2 separate regions of the Mus musculus genome follow, and region 1 is linked to region 2. Evidence: chromatin contacts called from public HiChIP or PLAC-seq data. All regions are on one chromosome and are shown on one strand. Each heading gives the region's core, a stretch centred on a gene start, on an enhancer-like site or on the middle of the called end of the contact. The rest is flanking DNA. Distances are from core to core; before and after follow the strand shown. Region 1 overlaps Lipc (lipase, hepatic). Region 2 has its middle 25 kb from the start of Gm46120.

Region 1 (2,700 bases), core at 184-2,683, 220 kb after region 2:
CTGACCAGATAAAGACACTCAGTTGAGACTCTTGCTTTCTTTAGGTGACACTAGGCTATGTCTGGTTGACAGTCAATGCTAGCCAGGACACTGTCATTCAGCCACCAGCTATCTATTAATGTCCTTGCAAGTGCTAGGTGCCAGGCTGGGTATTTAGAATAGTCCCTCATGTCCACCCTGGCTCAGCAAACTTGTAGGAATGTCCTCATTTTTAGTGTTATTTTGTTATATAGCACTTAGTCCTGAGCTTGGGTCTTGCCTATCTTTGCCTGGGCTTGTGGGGACTGTCACCTCCACTACATGCCCCATCCCCTGAAATGTCAGAGGAACAAAGCCACAGCTTGCGACCTCTAGCACAGAAGGACTGGCCTTGGGAGAAGAAGATGTGTAGGAGTGAAGGCATTCTAGACCACTTCTTGGATTCCAGTACCCAGGGTTATAGAAAATGGAGAGTAAGTTGCTGCTTTTTTATAGCCCTCTTGTCTGCATGGAGGGAATGTGTCCAGGAGCAAGTACCCCAAGTCTTCTAACAACCTAGGGACACGCTCCCTCTTACATCTCAGTGAGAAAGGGGTGAGATTTAGGAGTCCAGGTTCTACCGTTTGAGAAGGAAACTTAGTCTTAATCTTTCATTTCTGATACTCTGGTCTTTCTGGATACTTGACAAAACTCTTGAGGGGCTAAAGGCCTAGTAAGCAATAGAGATAATAGCTATGTTTCTCTTTTGGCCTTCAATCACATGGCCATACAGAACTGACTATTCAAATAACCTGAAAAGACATTCACCTACATAACAGAATTTGAGCTCCAAAAAGTTTCACTTCTCAAAACTATTATCCCTGTGGTCCAAAACTCAACTGTTTGTAATTATTGGGAAGGGAGGCCTTGCAGTCTTGTCATGGTCAGAAGATGCCTCCTGAGGAGTTTTACCAGCTATGACCCACTAGTATTATGAAGAAAAATTATGTTCACTTGGCCCTTGGCTTGTCTCAGACTCTATAATATTAAATTCATTTTTCATTCTAAACCAGTCTATGAGATAGGGTTTATGATCCAATGTATTAAAACCAGAAGACTAAGGTTCCCGGCGTTTTGGGAACTTGCTAAAGGGCCACAGAGTCAGGACTTAAATAACACAAGTGGGGTGGAGACAGTGGGAGCTCGAGGGAACAGGCCAGGAAGGAAGTGTCTACAGGAGAGCTGTGAATATGCCAGGCTGGCTATCAGCTTCTAGCACTAGAACTTCCATCAATAAAGGAAGAAAGAGAATTGATCATGTTCCTTTTGCAATGCAGTGGGCTCCACTCCAGCCCCAAACCTGCAAGTATTGTGTATAGGCTCTCCATTGCCACAAACACACATGACCCTGGCTCCTCTGAGAACCAGCTCCAGCCATGGGATAAACTCCCCTGTGGTTGTCTCAACCCAGGAAACATGCAAGATGTCCTCTCTCCAAACCCTGCCCCTTACACTCACATCACTTGTATTTATAGAAATTGTTCTGCCCTGAGAGTTTCACAACCTCTAATCTGCAGCTCTCCGGGAGAATATAAATTAAAACCCCAAAATGGAATATGGAGACATGTTTCATCCCTGTCGTCTCCTGCTCTCTGAACTCAGAGTCTTTAAGTAGGTTGAGCCCTTGGTCTGTCTCTCAAACAAGAAAGGAGAGGTGGTGAGGAGAGGCGGTGCCCAGTTACTTATGGTGCTGATGAATGCCTGCCAACCAGTTATTAAGGACAGGAGACACACTTGCAAAAATGCCAGGGCTCAGAAAGCCCGGAACTGGGGAAGTGTGGAGGACCTGTAATTACAGCAGGTGGAAACCTGACTGTAGCACACCTGCTAAGCAAGAGTGATCCCATTACACGGCCTAGCAGGAGCAGAGTTCACAGGGAATTGAATTTCCAGCTTGCTGCCTCAGAGTTATTCTCAGATTTACCTCCTACACTCGGGAGGTGAAGGAACAAAAGAACCCTTGAAAATCCAGGAAAGAAACTCAATCCTGATCCCCAGTCCCTGACAGTCAGGGCTGCAGAAAGACAGACATCCTGCTCCCAAAACCTGCCCCAAAGCTAGATGCCCAGAGGCTGGCATTTCGTGGGGGTGATAGTGTCTGCCAAACACAAGGACACACAATAGTGCCATTGCCTGCTCAGAAACGTACAACGCTGTCCCTCCTTCACCCTGGGCCTGGCTGCAGGGTGCTATCCAAGGAGGGCTGTCATACCTTGGGACTATTGATCCTGTGACAGCTCAGTGGTGCCTGAAATACCACCTGCCACAAGACTGTAGTTGGTATCTCAGGACACTAACAGGCCCGGAGGCTGGGAGGCCTGTCTACCAATGCTTTCACATGTGACCAGGAAGAGAGGCATTGTTCTTGACCTGCCTTTCTGACCTAGTTGGATACCTTGACACCCCAGAGAATAACAAGGCATCCATTGTGAATTGCCCTCAACAAGTGCCCAAGTGCTACCCAGATTCATGCAGCAGGGACAAGTGCCCCAACACTTCCAACCAGAGGTGCCACACCCTCTCCCCTGTGGCTTGGAGCCCTTTTGGCCTAGTTATGCAAAGTCCTTGACTCCTGTTTGGGAAAAGCAGATAGGAGAGTGTTTAAAACATAAACTAAGTTCCCCACTAATGGCAGTGGAAAACATATGCATCATTAGGATGCCACTACATTACTCTTGTTAT
Region 2 (2,700 bases), core at 174-2,673:
TTATTATGCTTTGAAGGGCTGGATTCATGGAAAGATAATGTGTGAATTTGGTTTTGTCATGGAGTACTTTGGTTTCTCCATCTATGGTAATTGAAAGTTTGGCTGCATATAGTAGCCTGGGATGGCATTTGTGTTCTCTTAGTGTCTGTATAACATCTGTCCAGGCTCTTCTGGCTTTCATAGTCTCTGGTGAAAAATCTGGTGTAATTCTTATTGGCTTGCCTTTATATGTTACTTGACCTTTTTCCATTACTGCTTTTAATATTCTATCTTTATTTAGTGCATTTTTTTGTTCTCATTATTATATGTTGGGAGCAATTTCTTTTCTGGTCCAGTCTATTTGGAGTTCTGTAGGCTTCTTGTATGTTCATGGGCATCTCTTTCTTTAGGTTTGGGAAGTTTTCTTCTATAATTTTGTTGAAGATATTTGCTGGCCCTTTAAGTTGAAAATCTTCATTCTCATCTACTCCTATTATCTGTAGGTTTGGTCTTCTCATTGTGTCCTGGATTTACTGGATGTTTTAAGATTTTTTTGCATTTTGCATTTTCTTTGATTGTTGTGCAGATGTTCTCTCTGAAATCTTCTGCACCTGAGATTCTCTCTTCCATCCCTTATATTCTGTTGCTGATGCTCGCATCTATGGTTCCAGATTTCTTTCCTAGTGTTTCTATCTCCAGCGTTGCCTCACTTTGGGTTTTCTTTATTGTGTCTACTTCCCTTTTTAGGTCTTGTATGGTTTTGTTCATTTCCATCACCTGTTTAGATGTGTTTTTCTGTTTTTCTTTAAGGACTTGTAACTCTTTAGCAGTGTTCTCCTGTATTTCTTTAAGCGAGTTATTAAAGTCCTTCTTGATGTCCTCTACCATCATCATGAGATATGCTTTTAAATCTGGGTCTAGCTTTTCGGGTGTGTCGAGGTGCCCAGGACTCGCAGAGGTGGGAGTGCTCAGTTCTGATGATGGTGAGTGGTCTTGGTTTCTGTTAGTAAGATTCTTACGTTTGCCTTTCACCATCTGGTAATCTCTGGAGTTAGTTGTTATAGTTGTCTCTGGTTAGAGCTTGTTCCTCTCATGATTCTGTTAGGCTCTATCAGCCGACATGGGAGACTAGCTCTCTCCTGAGTTTCAGTGGTTAGAGCACTCTCTGCAGGCTAGCTCTCCTCTTGCAGGGAAGGTGCACAGATATCTGGAGTTCGGACCTGCTTCCTGGCAGAAGATGAAGGCCCAAAACAGGGCCTGTGTCCAGAAGCTGTTAGCTTCTGTGGTCCACACTCTCACCTGTGCAGACTAGTCTCAGCAGGATCCGGGAACCAAGGTGGCTCCCCCAGGTGCTACGGCAAAGCCCTCCTAGGTGGGGCAGGCGCCCCTCCTCTGGCAGGGAAGGTGCCCGGATGTCAAGAGCCCAAAATGGGTTCTGCCTCAGTAGCTCTGTGGCTTCTGCCTGTTCCAGAAGCTGTTAGCTTCTGTGACAACTTCCTGTTTTGAACATCACATCAAACCCGGGAGGGAAATTCGATCATTCTCACTGTGCAAAAGAGAAACTGAGGCCCAGAGAAGCTGACTAGCTGGCCTTGTTCACAATGATGAGAGCCAGGATTTCAACCCAGGTGTGTTGGATCACCAAACCTGAGTTCTCCAGATCCCAGGATGAATTATTCATGATCATGTAGGGAACAAATTAGTGTTCATTAGGAAACTACACAAGTTGATAACATAGCAGCCAGCCATGTCAGACTAAATTTAAATCATTTCATTAGAGTGTTCTTTTCTGAAAATACACAGAAAGAACCAATATATCTCAACTCTAAATTCTCCACAATGTCATCATGAGCCAAAGGGAATAGAAGACCAGCATGAAGAGCTACTGATCAGCCAAGTTTGTAGCTAGAACCTTTCTTAAGTGTCACTCAGAGGATAGAACAAAACCTCTACTCCATTGGCCTGAGTGTCCTCCCAAAGGACTCTGAATTTGCCAGGTCCCATTTGAAAATTTTAATCAGTGCTTTGAATAAAATGTGTATGACTTATTTGTAAAACTGCAGATGATAAAAGAGTAATTATTATATGGGTGGCAAATTTGGATGGTTTTTCTTTTTTCAGCTGCAATGACCATTCACTAAGTGTTGCTCCATTCAAGTATCAAAAACTACTCAGAAAAATATTTAAAGCACCTTACTAAAAGATTAACTGTATGGAGCTGGAAGGATGGTTCAGCAATTAAGAGTGGTCTTTGGTCTCCCGTGCCCATGTCAGGTGCATTACAGCTGCCTGTATCTCCAGATCCAGAGCAGATGCCCTCTTCTGGCTTTTTCTAGCACCTTCAGGAAGTGTACAACCCCACCCCATGCCCCAAACTACAACACATGCAAACAAATATTTTAAAATACTTTTGTTTTTAAAAAATACTAAATGGGTTAAGTCCTACTCATCAATTTTATCAATGACTTTGATAAAATATTCATGACATAAAATATATCAAATTAAAGATGACACAAATGATGATTATTAGATGACAAATTATTCTGTTAGATATGAGGCAGTGTGTCACTAAGGACAATAAGGGAAAAATATAAAATCTCTCATAAGTCCACGGTACTATTTAAGAAGAGATTGGAGAAATAGTCTAATCATTGTCCTGTGGTAGACAGCAGGGAATAGCAGCTGGCTACACAACTGAGCTGACTACCATGTGTAAGCTAA

Evidence for each region. HiChIP or PLAC-seq counts read pairs in DNA pulled down with a chosen protein or histone mark.
Region 1: an H3K27ac HiChIP or PLAC-seq map of large pre-B cells shows a contact between it and region 2, with 2.7 times the contacts expected there. The contact joins two enhancer-like sites. A contact is called at or near these places in 1 of 484 Hi-C or Micro-C datasets (nephron progenitors), 3 of 115 datasets of contacts at active chromatin or transcription factors (extraembryonic endoderm stem cells, large pre-B cells and trophoblast stem cells) and 1 of 9 other capture datasets (embryonic stem cells).

The regions. Positions count from the first base shown.
Region 1 is chr9:70,874,789-70,877,488 of GRCm38.p6, reverse strand. The region is part of intron 1 of Lipc (lipase, hepatic); the gene reads left to right. Among named protein-coding and RNA genes, the nearest start is that of Gm32017, 38 kb to the left of the region's middle. Within about 2 kb of position 1,433, at least 16 of the 459 cell types and tissues checked have an H3K27ac peak or open chromatin away from gene starts, as enhancers often do.
Region 2 is chr9:71,092,979-71,095,678 of GRCm38.p6, reverse strand. No RefSeq gene overlaps it. Among named protein-coding and RNA genes, the nearest start is that of Gm46120, 25 kb to the right of the region's middle. Within about 2 kb of position 1,423, at least 6 of the 459 cell types and tissues checked have an H3K27ac peak or open chromatin away from gene starts, as enhancers often do.